Regions from separate parts of the Gossypium hirsutum genome. Here regions 1 and 3 are each linked to region 2. The links are chromatin contacts, called in public Hi-C maps. All regions are on one chromosome and are shown on one strand. The core of a region is the stretch at or near the end of the contact, and the rest is flanking DNA. Distances in the headings are between cores, read along the strand shown. Region 1 has its middle 20 kb from the start of LOC107886603. Region 2 holds the start of LOC107886611. Region 3 holds the start of LOC121220277 (WAT1-related protein At5g40210).

Region 1 (3,957 bases), core at 1,075-3,574, 660 kb before region 2:
AATTAATATTTTAATAGATAAAATTATTTAAATTTAAGAAGTTATATTTGGTACATTACTAGGGGAATTTTTAGACTTCACAATAGGGGTGGATAAAATCTGATTCGATTCGAAAATCTTGATAAAAAATTTAAATTTTGAATTAAATAGTTCGAGTTATTTGAGTTAATCAAGTTAGTCAGATCAACTTGAATAAAAAATTATTTTTTTGGTTTAACTCGAATATGAATTACACAATTCGAGTTATCCGAAAATCCGAATAAGAAAAAGGCAAAATTACGTTGTTTTGATAGATATTTACCTTTTTAAAGTTAAAAGGAAAAATTACGATTTTTTATAAATATTTGCTCATTAAGTTAAAAGGTAAGACAATTATATTATTTATGTAGTTAAATAATCTTGTACTTCGTCTACTAGTTAAATAACCAGTCCATATAAACGCAACATTGAGTATAAATAGTATGATTCGTTAACTCGACTCGACTTAACTCGAAATTTATTGACTCGATTCAATTCGATTCGAAAAAATTTAAATTGAGGTCAGTCGCTAAAATATGATTCGTCAACTTAACTAACTCGAATTTTTTTGACTCGATTCGACTCGACTCGATCAAATACTCACCCTTACTTCACAAATAAAGTTAGGGATTGACAAGTCTTCTATAAAAATATAATAAAATATTAACAAATAAATATTTTAAAAAGATAAACACATAACAATTTTTATAAAAATATTTATAGAATAAAAAAATATGCTGTCAATATATACCAAATATTAACCCTAAATTTAAATATAATTATAAAGATCCTTATTATTTAATTGTAATTTTTAATAGAATAATTTTCTTATTATTCAAGCTCCAACTTAAGTAAAATTTTCAAAAATTTAAAAGTGGGATCTAACTTATGAATGCTTCTGAACGTTAGTAATGGGACACGGATGTTTTTTTTTTTGCAATCCATTAGTTATAGACTATTGGTAATATCCTGATATCACAATTTATTAATTTATTTATATTAATTTTTTCAATTATATTTTATATTAATAATTTATCGTGTTTAATATTACGAGTCTAATTGGTAGGTTTCCATTTGCTCTTCAGTAACCAATGCAAATAAAAGAAAGCATAGAGAAACAAAAGAAAAGGGAGCCTCTGCTCCTGCATTAAAGCTGAGGGAAAAAGGGGGGGGGGGTTGTAGGTCCCCTTCTGCTTTTCTTGTGAAGTAGGTCCCCCCTTTTTAAACTTTCGAATTTGCCTAACTCTTTTGACACTACATAATTCTATTCAATTTCTGTATTGAGCTACGTATGATAACTGCAATGTTTCTACTAGCCGGCTCATGAAAAATAACGTCCGCCTTTCTCTTTTTTCAACTTAAAAAAGTACCCCAAATTAATGTTTTGGGTTAAAAACTTGATTTCCCAATCTCATGATGTCTGTTCAATGAGCTGGAAAGTAGAATAAAGTTCAATGGTGGGAATGATATTTTATTGAGAAGACAAAAAACCATTGTAAAAAATTTATGTTACCTACCAATGTCAATGAATCATGGTCGTAAAACCAGCCCATAAGTTGGACAAGAAAAGGGAGAGGAAGGGTTCGGATTTGCTTTGCTGGTTAAGGAATTTGGGGCTTAGAAGGAAAGGATAGTGGGGGGTCCAGGTTTGGGCCAATGGGTCCACCAACTTACCGGCCGAATTGGATAAGCATATCCTGGGGTACGAACCCGGTGAGGAAACTACTGTAATATGGTACCATATTTATCACCTAATAAGAGTGGAGAAACGTCATCATAATCATCAATAGCCAATAGAGGACCCCCGCTTGACAATTTGTGGGCCTGATTTTCTTTGATGGAAGGGAGAAAAGAATCTAATCAGACTCATCATCCAATAGAAATCAAAATGTGTATGAACATGGAAAATCCAATACCCAATTCCAATATATTCCTGCTTTTTTTTTTTTTTTTGGCTTTGAGAAGAGAGAGCAAAGAGCATCTTGCCTACATTGTGGCCATGCCCCCATGTGCAAGCCCTTCTGTAAAGAAATGAAAGGAAAAAAATGGCAGAGCAGTAAGTGCTGTTGTTTGGCATTGAAATGACATTGTTGGGGACATCTTAAGGGTAAAAAAAATGATGAATAATTCGCAGACATACTATGGTTGGTAGTTAGGGAGAATGTGCAATATGGTGTCACAGTTTTGTTAGTCCTTTTGAAGCTTCTCAACGGAGTTTTTTCTGTGTCAATTTATAAATAGTTACCCCACGTTTGTGTGTGTATATATATATTATAGTGTGTGTGTGTGTGTGTGTGTGTATGGGCGCGTGTTTATGCGTTGGTGCATGTGTGGGAAAAGAAGGGTAATGCATTGTGTAGGAGAGGGTAATTCAGAGGGGTGGGGGGTCACTTTCTGGTTGATTGATCAAATGTCTCTATCTCCATAGTCCCCTTACATGAAATCTCAGTCGTGTTGTCCTCAACCAAGGGGCTTTAGATGCCTATTCAATCTCTCCATGATTGTGAGTCGCTTTCAGTACTCTGTTGGTTAAAGAAGCTAGCATCATCAAAAGCTAGCCCACCCAAGTGGTGCAACTGCAATCATATAGCCCTTTTTTCTCACTCCTCTCAATTTAAGCTTTCTTATGATTAGGGACAGTTTAATTGGCTTCTTATCCTCCATAATCACATCAAACAGCCACATTTGCATGGCTCCATCAATGTCATTTAAGATTTAGTTTTGGTTTCCTATAGGTTCCACTTTACCTCTTAAATGTCACTTAAAAAGTGGTCAATATTGCATTATAAGTACGTGATCCAAAAAGGGTTATGCTTAAGAAATGAGGTTATAAACCCTAAACATGAACTATTCCTTTTTTCTTTTCTTGTTGTTTGGTCATAGATAACTTTATTTTGTGATGTTGATGGATGATGATAGTGAAGTAGAAGGTGAGAGGGAGGAGGATGGCCAAATCTTTACAAGCTCCAATGAGAAGATCTTGCGTTGAACATCTGTATCCACAATAAGAGTAGTTGGACCATCATCTACATCGTCCAATAGATTGACTACTCTAGTCGGTGATCTTAAAAGTCGACCAACCACTTTCCGTTTCTTCAGCATGGAAAATAAGAAATTTAAGGCAAAATTTTCTCCCAACTTTGGGGTGGGAACATATATATGAATATATTAGATTATTGTATCAAAGTATAAGTTATGCATTGTAATGAGAGCATATATATATATATAAGCGATGCTAGTTCATATGGTACAATATCCTTTTTCCTACATTGATGATAAGCAAAAGTTGGGTGTGGGCAGGAATTCAAGGGTTACTGAAGTTTTAGATTAATTTTCTTTAAAAAAAAGAAAGGAAATATGAGTTTTTTACGGTGCTGAAAAGGTTAGAGAAAGTGCCTAAAAGGGACTGTCTTTCTTTCAGTCTCTTCTCTTTATATCAAAATTTCTTTATTGTTTAATATTTATAATTTAGTTAGGTGGGTACGCAAGTTTTTCTAGGTCCTAGATAGTGACCACGATGCTTCACGTGATGTCTTGGAGTTTTTCTCTGTGTTGGAAAGCTAGAATTCCCAGTGGTTTTGATGGATTTGACCAAGATTCACTTCTCTTACAAAACTAAAATTTTAGTGGTGAAAATAATTAGTTTTTTCTTTTAAGTTTGGAAGGAAAAAAAAGTTAAAATTATATATCAATTTTGGTATAATATTTAATTTTATATATTATTTTGATTTGATTAAATATTTATAATTGATACAATGTTATTTTACATTTATTTATATATTGTATATGTATATAATTATATTTATTTAATATAAAAATAAATTGATGTATTTATTTTTTACATGTGTACGATTGAATCAAAATTAACGTTTCATGTATACATTTGATCCATAATTAAAGTTACATGTGTATAATTATATCAAATCAAAGTTTATATCA
Region 2 (4,095 bases), core at 856-3,355:
TCACCCAACGAGTACTTCGTTTATTTTAAATTTTAATTATATTTTAATGCCATATTTGATAATAATATTATTTTAATACATCTTTATTTTAATACATCTTGATACAGATAATAAATTAATTTCACTCAATAATTTTTAACTATTCATATATGTTGTTCTCAATAAAGAGGCACACACAAAAAAACTAATCATCTCCAAGGGCGAAGCTAGAACAAAATTGTAGGAGCTGAATAAAATTTTAATTTTTTATAGTCTATATTTTTATAAATTTTAAAGTATTAATTAAATTTTTATAATTTTAGGGGGGGCAAATTGAAATTTTACCTTTACTAATTTAAAATTTTAAAAAAATTTATAGAGCCTAAATGGAAAATTTTCATTTTAAGGGAGGCCGGGGCCCATGCCAGCCCCCTTAAAATCGCCTTTGATCATCTTCCTCCAACAAATCAATGTATTTTTTAACTATCGTGTGGCCGAAAAAAATACATACTTAACAAAATTTTTAGTAACACGATAGTTCAAAGAATACATATATTTTTTGAGGGATGGACGAGTTTTTTTTATAGGTCAAGTTGAGTTATGTATAAATTAGTGGGGCATTATATATTTTGTCCTAATTATTTGTAGTCTAATGAGAAATTGTAATGATATCTTGATTTAATTTTAGTAAAGGGATTAAAATGAAAAGTAGAGGGACTTTTAGTAGACGTTGTTTTTATGTTATGAACTTATTTTAATATTTATAATAATTGAACGTCTACATGTGTTAAAGCACTAAATAATTAAATAAAATATAAATGTTTAACTTTGTTTTAATTTGAAATTATTTAAATATTTACAAAAATTTAACGTTTCCCCGTGTTAAAGCAATAAATAATTAAATAAACAATAAGCGTTTTAATAATAAATTTGAAAATGAACTTTAAATGGACAAATTGAATAGACTTTTAAGTAAATTTTTTTAAAATATAGTATTTTCAATCTCATCCAATACACAGTTGTACTAATACACACGTGGATTTATAATTTTAAAATCTTACTTTTTAGCTCTCGAAGTTTTGGATCTACTTTTTAGCTCTCGAAGTTTTTGGTTGGGCATACCAACCTAACTCCTAAATATAAATATGGCTCACAACAGCAAGTTAGGTTATACATAACTTGATTTTATTTATTAATGAACATCATGTGTTGTTTTTTTTTTAACAAATATTTTCAAAAGTATGGCAAAATTAAAAAATCTTCTTATGCCAATTTTACAAGAGTAATTCCAAAAGACTTTGTTAGAAGATTTTATTTCTGGGAAATTAAGATAATAAGTATTATATAAGTAGATGTATCGTTTTTATTTAGATAGCGATGCGTGCTATCGGTATCTTTCGGTGTATTATTTTAAATTTATAGGTATTTTTTATATATTATTGCTGTACACCAATTATCACCAATACGAAACCTAGGTAAGATCTGGGTCGTCTACCAGTGTCCCGGCCAAGCTCTATCAGATGTGTGAGGTGTACAACGAAGAGACATCTAGGGGAGCTCACAATATCAGCTCGCATGGGCTGAGAGGAGTTCGCGGCCCTAGCTCGGATATACCCAAAGAGTTTACACATAGGGGACCGTGAGGCCTAAGAGGCGACCCAGAACGATACACATGTTCAACATGCCCGATGCCTGTTCAAAATATCAATCCTATGAATAGTGGGGTCAAGTCCATGAACAATGGAGTCAAATCATGAACAGTAATAATATGTATAAATACTCGAATATTCCCTTTAATAAGATACACAGAAAATTACTCAACAATTATATAAACACATATAATATATTTATATACAAATAAAAATTTAAAATTATTAATTAATTTCAATAAATTAATTAAATGGTTATATATATTAATTTCAATAAATTAATTAAATGGTTATATATAAATTTTTATGTAATTATAAAAATTAATTTCAAATATTAAAATATCGTGTTAATTAGTAAGTTGGTATACAACAATACAAACTGATATTAATCAAAACTACTTGTTATGATTAACTACAATGTATAAAATCCAACCCGTTCAATTTAATTAATTTTTTATATAATACTTACTTTTACTAATAAATCTTCAAAGTCATAATTTAGAGAAAATAGGGGTTTAATATTAGGATAACAAGAGGATGAAAATAAAAAAATATAAAAAAAGATTTTAATAAAGGTTGGAAAAATGCTCTCGACTTCTTCTGCTAGCTTTGCGAATGGGAATGGAGAATATATCTCCATTGTTGAAGATTCAAATACAAAGAAAGTTCGTTTTAAGGACACGGATGCGGCCCTGGAGGATGTGATGGTGGTGGATCCTTTACCAGTGTCTCCGTTGTCGTGGAAGGACAAGTTATTGGGGAAGGATAATCTCAACCAGGATCACAAGAACGAAGTCCAGCTTGCTGCTGATAGTTTTTTTCTTTCCAATCAGGATGTGAAGAAGTCTATTGTAGATGGTGTCCCCTCTATAGACTTCTTTGATATAGTGTACTAGATCCTGGAGAAGGAAATGTCTACTTCGATTATTCTCAAGATGCTGGGCAGGAATATTGGAATTTCAACACTACAAAATAAACTCTATGGGATTTGGAGACCGTCGAAACCAGTTCAATTAATGAACATTGAAAATGGTTATTTCTTTGCAAAATTTCAGAATTCTATTGATTATGACCAGGTACTCTCCCAGGGGCCGTGGGTTATATTCGGCCATTATCTTACTGTCTAGCCATGGTCGATCGACTTTAACTCCAATCTTCCTTATCCTAACTTGATCCAAACTTGAATTCGTTTCCCTGGACTTCCTAGTCACCTGTATAAAAGACAGATTCTCTTGGAAATTGGGAGTATGATTGGCAAGATTACAAAGCTGGATATCAACACGGATAGTAGGGCAAGGGGACGATACGCTCGTATCGCAGTGTTTGTTAATTTTGGGAGGCCTTTGATCTCTAGGATTCTCATCAACGATAATCCGCAAAGAATAGAATATGAAAAATTACCTGTTATGTGTTTTAAGTGTGGTCGTTACGGTCATACTAATGAAACATGCTCGTTGACTATTTCGTCTATAGGGGCAGTCGAGAATGAGGGTCCATCGAAGCAGGCTACTGTAGCGACTGCAACGACTGAAAAAGGAAAATATGGGCCTTGGATGTTGGTGGAGTGGAAATCTAGACGTGGAAATTTGGAAGGTGCGAAGAAATGTAACAATTTGAAAAAAGAAGAAAATTCGGGATTACGTTTCCATTCTTTGGCAGGTTTGGAGATAAGTTCCTTGGAGCAAGAATCTACAAAGAACCCTAAATCGTCACTGGAAAGTAAAAATAAAGGAATATTAATTGACTCTGATGTTAATGTGATTACAGGTAGGAAAGTTGTAGGGAACAGTCTTAATAAAGCCAATCTGAACTGGCCTATTATTAAGCCTCAAAAGGGACAGGCCCGATCATCTAAGTCCAACACTGAAATGATTGCCCACTCCACGGGTGTGAATAAGAAGGGCTTGGAGAACCCGATAGCTTTAAGTACAGCTAATCCACCTGCTTCGTCCAATAATGGAAAGACTCATGGTAGTGGGTCTAGTGGACTACAGCTGGAGCTTCAATCTTCGAAAAACCGTTTAGAAACTGATCCTAACGAGCTTAGCATCATGCAAGTACCTATGACATCAGCTGAAGCTATGTCCAGGCCATTAATTGTAGGTAATTCGGGTTCTAATTTTCCCTCTAATTTAAATTATCATCTTAGTATTGTAACAGGTTAAGGCCGAATGGAGCACGAATTTCCTTCTATTAAACAGGCAGATCATGTAGTGGTTTATAATCCTATATTTGAAGAAAATTCTTTTGTGAATGTAGAAGTGAAAGAAGGAGTGTTGGATGCTGGAAATCATTTAGCAGTAGTGTTTAATAATAAAAGATCTTTGGAGACTAGAGATTCGGCTGGTAGTAATCTTGTTAAGGTGGGTTGTAAAAGTCAGATTACTAAAAAGTCTGTTTCTAAAGGTGGTTGGAAGCTTAACAAAACCTTAAAATGTTCAGGTAACAGATTTAAATTTTCTAAAAA
Region 3 (3,763 bases), core at 882-3,381, 740 kb before region 2:
TTTGGTGGCTAACACAAATATGACGTGATAGTTTCTAAAATTGGCGTAGTATCAACTTTAACTATCAATATTTATACATTGTACCAATTTAGTCTCGATCCTAAAAAAATTAACTCTCAACATTTACACATTGTGTAATTTTATCTTTTTGCGGTTTTGTTTTTCTTTATCACCCTTTCACCTAAAAAACTAAGGAAAAAATAAATTTATTAGCTAAATTTATCCTAAAAAACTAAAGAAAAACTTACCAATAGTTAGATGACTACTAGTGTAATTTATCCTAAAAAGTAATAAATATTATTAAGAGAATGCTTTTATTTTTAATATAAAATTTATAAAAAATACTTTAAATCCAAATAACCAAGACTTAAATAGAGTACCTGAAGATTTTTAAAATCTTAATCTTATCATTTCAATCAAAATTAGTCCATTTTTTATATGTTTTTTTTCATAAAGAGAGGGGTAAAAGACTTTAATAACTACTCTTTTATTCTATTCTAGAGATGTTTATGGGTCAAGTCAAGTCGGGCTCATGCAAGGATTTAAATCAAATTTTCAAACTCGAGTTTGGCCTAACCTGAGAAATGAGTTTACTTTTTTTGTTCAAATCTGACCTAATTTAATAAATATAAAACTCAAGTTCGACTCGGTCCGCCCATATGTAACTTTTTTAAATTAGTTTTAATTTATTTTTTTAAATATATATACTGCACACTAAAAAAACCCTAAAATAATTTTTTTTAACACATTAAAAATATTTATATTAAAAAAATTACCATAAATATAACAAATATTTTATTATATTAAAAAATACAAATAAATATAATAAATATTTTATTGTATTAAAGATAATTTTAAATTTTTATATTTTGGGTTGAGTTATTTAATTGGGTAAATTTTTTTTAGGTTTTAAATAATAAATTTAATTGTTATTAAATTAGTGATTTAATATAAATATATATAATTATTATTTAATATATATATAATAAACAATATAATATTTATTATATCAAATATATTCGGGTAAGGTAAAACTCGTAAAAAAAAATCTTTCTACAGGCTTGGCGAATAAAATTTAATCGCCCAATGCCATCATCTCGTCTACATTATTATCTTATCTCACGAGTGAAGGGAACCTTGAACCACTAGTACCATTTTTATAGGCCACTGAAAAGTAAAAGTAAGAAAAAGGAAACCACAGATAAAGGATTATCTAGGTAAATGATGGTGATATATCAATGAATCTGAATGAATCATCAGCCATTGACCATAACAAATTAAATAGGCAGTGAAAATAAACAGAAATAAGAGCGCACCCAGAGATGATGGAGAAGATGAAAGTGAAGGCTGGAGTAAGATCAGCCATGGCGGATGCCAGAGTTGGAGATCCATATCCTATTCCAATATATGTGCATATCTGTCCTCCATAACTGAAACCCATGTTGATTAGCAATTTCTCATCATCCCCCCATGTCCGCCTTTCTTTTATCTCTATTTCAAAGTCAACGGAAAACGTACCTGAGAACGCCTAGAAGGAAAATTTTGCAGATGGTAGACCAAGTAAGCACTGGTGGGCTTCTTTTTCTGTCATCAATTCATAAATAACTTGGTTCAAATTTCAATTCCCATTGCTACCCAAGAAGCTAAAAACTGTATATAATATATATATGGAATTAATTTATTACCTGTAGAAGATGATAATACATGGGGCAAGCATAAAGATGCCAAGAACGTTCGAGTAAAATACTAGCACGAAATCACTGAGTCCTTTGTTCATGGCAGCTTTATTTACAGTGTTTAAGCCCACCTCTAAGAACTCTGTTGCAACCATTATTGCAGTAACACTTTTTTCCCACATTATGTTATCCTCTCTAATCTAAGGGTGACTTTTGCTTTGGGGATTGTGATATTCGGTGTTTGAAGCGGAAGATAAAAGGGATCACTTTCCTGACATATAGAAAAAGAGATGTTAAGTAAGAAAAAGGAGGGAAGGGGGAAGAATTGGATTTTTCAAAGATGCCACGTCCATGACATTTTTGTACCGTATAGTGGAGCCTAAATTGGTGGCCAGTGGCCACTATTCAGACACACCATACACTTAAATAGATTAATCTCAGCTCTTGACCAGCGCATAAAAAATTGATGTGTTAAGGTTTGAATAAAAATGACAACTTTTGTTAACACGTGACGGAGGTGACAGTCTTTCACCTCTTGGTTGTTGGAGTGTCATTCATCGTTCAATCGCCCGAAATTAATTATCTGTTCATTATAGTTAGGTTATCCACTTTTTAATGTAAACATTTATCTAAATATAAATACTCTTTTTATGGATCAATAAAGTCGACTTGAACATAACAACTTTATACTCTTTCAAAAGACATAATCGGATGAATCTCACTCTGCATGTCTTTCACATACTCTATGATAGTAATGACATTACAAGGTGATGTTTACTATCCCATGATAGTAAACATCACCTTGTAATGTCATTAATAGGCATCTTTTATACCACTATTTCTCCTTAACTCTTCTTTTATTGAGACTTGTAACAACAATGATTTATTTTTACACAAAAAAAAATGGTCTCTTATGGTTCCAATTTTATTCATTAGGAATATTTATCATAATGTGAATGATCCACAATCATCAAAAGATTAAACTCATGATTACGAATTGCATGTACAAGGGGAAAAAATCAATAAGGTGACGATAAACATAATAACTATAATAGCATTTGTTAGTTTTGAGCAAGCCAATTCTTTCATATAAGAATTGCATATGATATATATTGTGAAATGGATGTGAATTATGGTTCTAAATATATTTGTTTTTGGTTATATATATATATAACCAAAAACAAATATATTTAGAACCATAATTCACATCCATTTCACAATTGCTTTAGAGCAATTGGCCAACTTGTTGAGAAGTTTTTATGGGTTTTGACTTTTGAGCAAGCCAGTGCTTTCATATAAGATTTGTATTGCTGAAGTTATAATTAAGCTGGTATGGGGACAAATTGTCATATAGGTTATCCACGTATCTTGATATATACTAGAATCATGGTAATCCATGTATCCTGATATAAACTAGAATCAGACAGCAGTGACAACTAGTCCTCCAATCACACCGTAGAGTGATGACTGATATAATTAACCAAGTTCCAATTAGTAACTTCCTTCAGTCTTGGTAATATATATATATATATAGCAAAACAGTATTAGAACTTTTATAAACAACGGCAATGATGAAGGAAAAAAGAATCAAAATCGTAAAATAATCATTGTAATTATTGGTTGAGATCGTCCATGCTACTTACCAAGAAGGAGTGTTATATTTCGGTTTTATGTCCCAACACAAAAAGTTTTGTTGCCATCCATATAATTTATGGCGACTAATAGTATAAAACTTACGTATGTAAGATGCCATCCACATCTAATGTTGTCGCTCTATGAATTACAGACAATGAAGCGGCCATCCTACTGACCTTCCTCACCCACGAGCAGTACTTGCATAAACAGAAGCCATTTCGCAATAAGAAGAAATCTTGATTTTGGTGTGACAATGTCCACTCAGATTTCTTCATACAAATACAGGGTTCTTTTCTAAAGAAAAAATAAAGGGCTTCAAAAGCAGCAGAATTCTTTTGTGGGAAGCGTAAAAAAGAAAGCAAAACATACATATTTCCCGGTATATAGTGCTTTGAGACATGGATAATATTTTCTCTAAGAATATCCTCTTTCTGTTGTTGGCTCTACTATTT

The links. Hi-C and Micro-C count contacts between places; a contact is called where the count stands out from the background.
Region 1: a Hi-C map of leaf shows a contact between it and region 2, with 2.0 times the contacts expected there. The contact joins the enhancer-like site here to the promoter of LOC107886611 in region 2. A contact is called at or near these places in 2 of 34 Hi-C or Micro-C datasets (both in leaf).
Region 3: a contact with region 2 is called in a Hi-C map of leaf, with 1.6 times the contacts expected there. The contact joins the promoter of LOC121220277 here to the promoter of LOC107886611 in region 2. A contact is called at or near these places in 2 of 34 Hi-C or Micro-C datasets (callus and leaf).

The regions. Positions count from the first base shown.
Region 1 is chrA03:100,280,243-100,284,199 of Gossypium_hirsutum_v2.1, reverse strand. No RefSeq gene overlaps it. Among protein-coding and RNA genes, the nearest start is that of LOC107886603, 20 kb to the right of the region's middle. Within about 2 kb of position 2,324, at least 2 of the 9 cell types and tissues checked have an H3K27ac peak or open chromatin away from gene starts, as enhancers often do. A contact at or near this core is called in leaf, where this site is marked.
Region 2 is chrA03:99,620,647-99,624,741 of Gossypium_hirsutum_v2.1, reverse strand. It overlaps LOC107886611, which reads left to right and starts at 2,105. Exons shown (of 3, transcript XM_016810636.2): 1 at 2,105-3,731; 2 at 3,888-3,991; 3 at 4,071-4,095. The coding sequence starts at 2,876.
Region 3 is chrA03:100,362,189-100,365,951 of Gossypium_hirsutum_v2.1, reverse strand. LOC121220277 (WAT1-related protein At5g40210) reads right to left here and starts at 2,131. Exons shown (of 7, transcript XM_041099924.1): 1 at 1,686-2,131; 2 at 1,519-1,584; 3 at 1,317-1,430. The coding sequence starts at 1,858.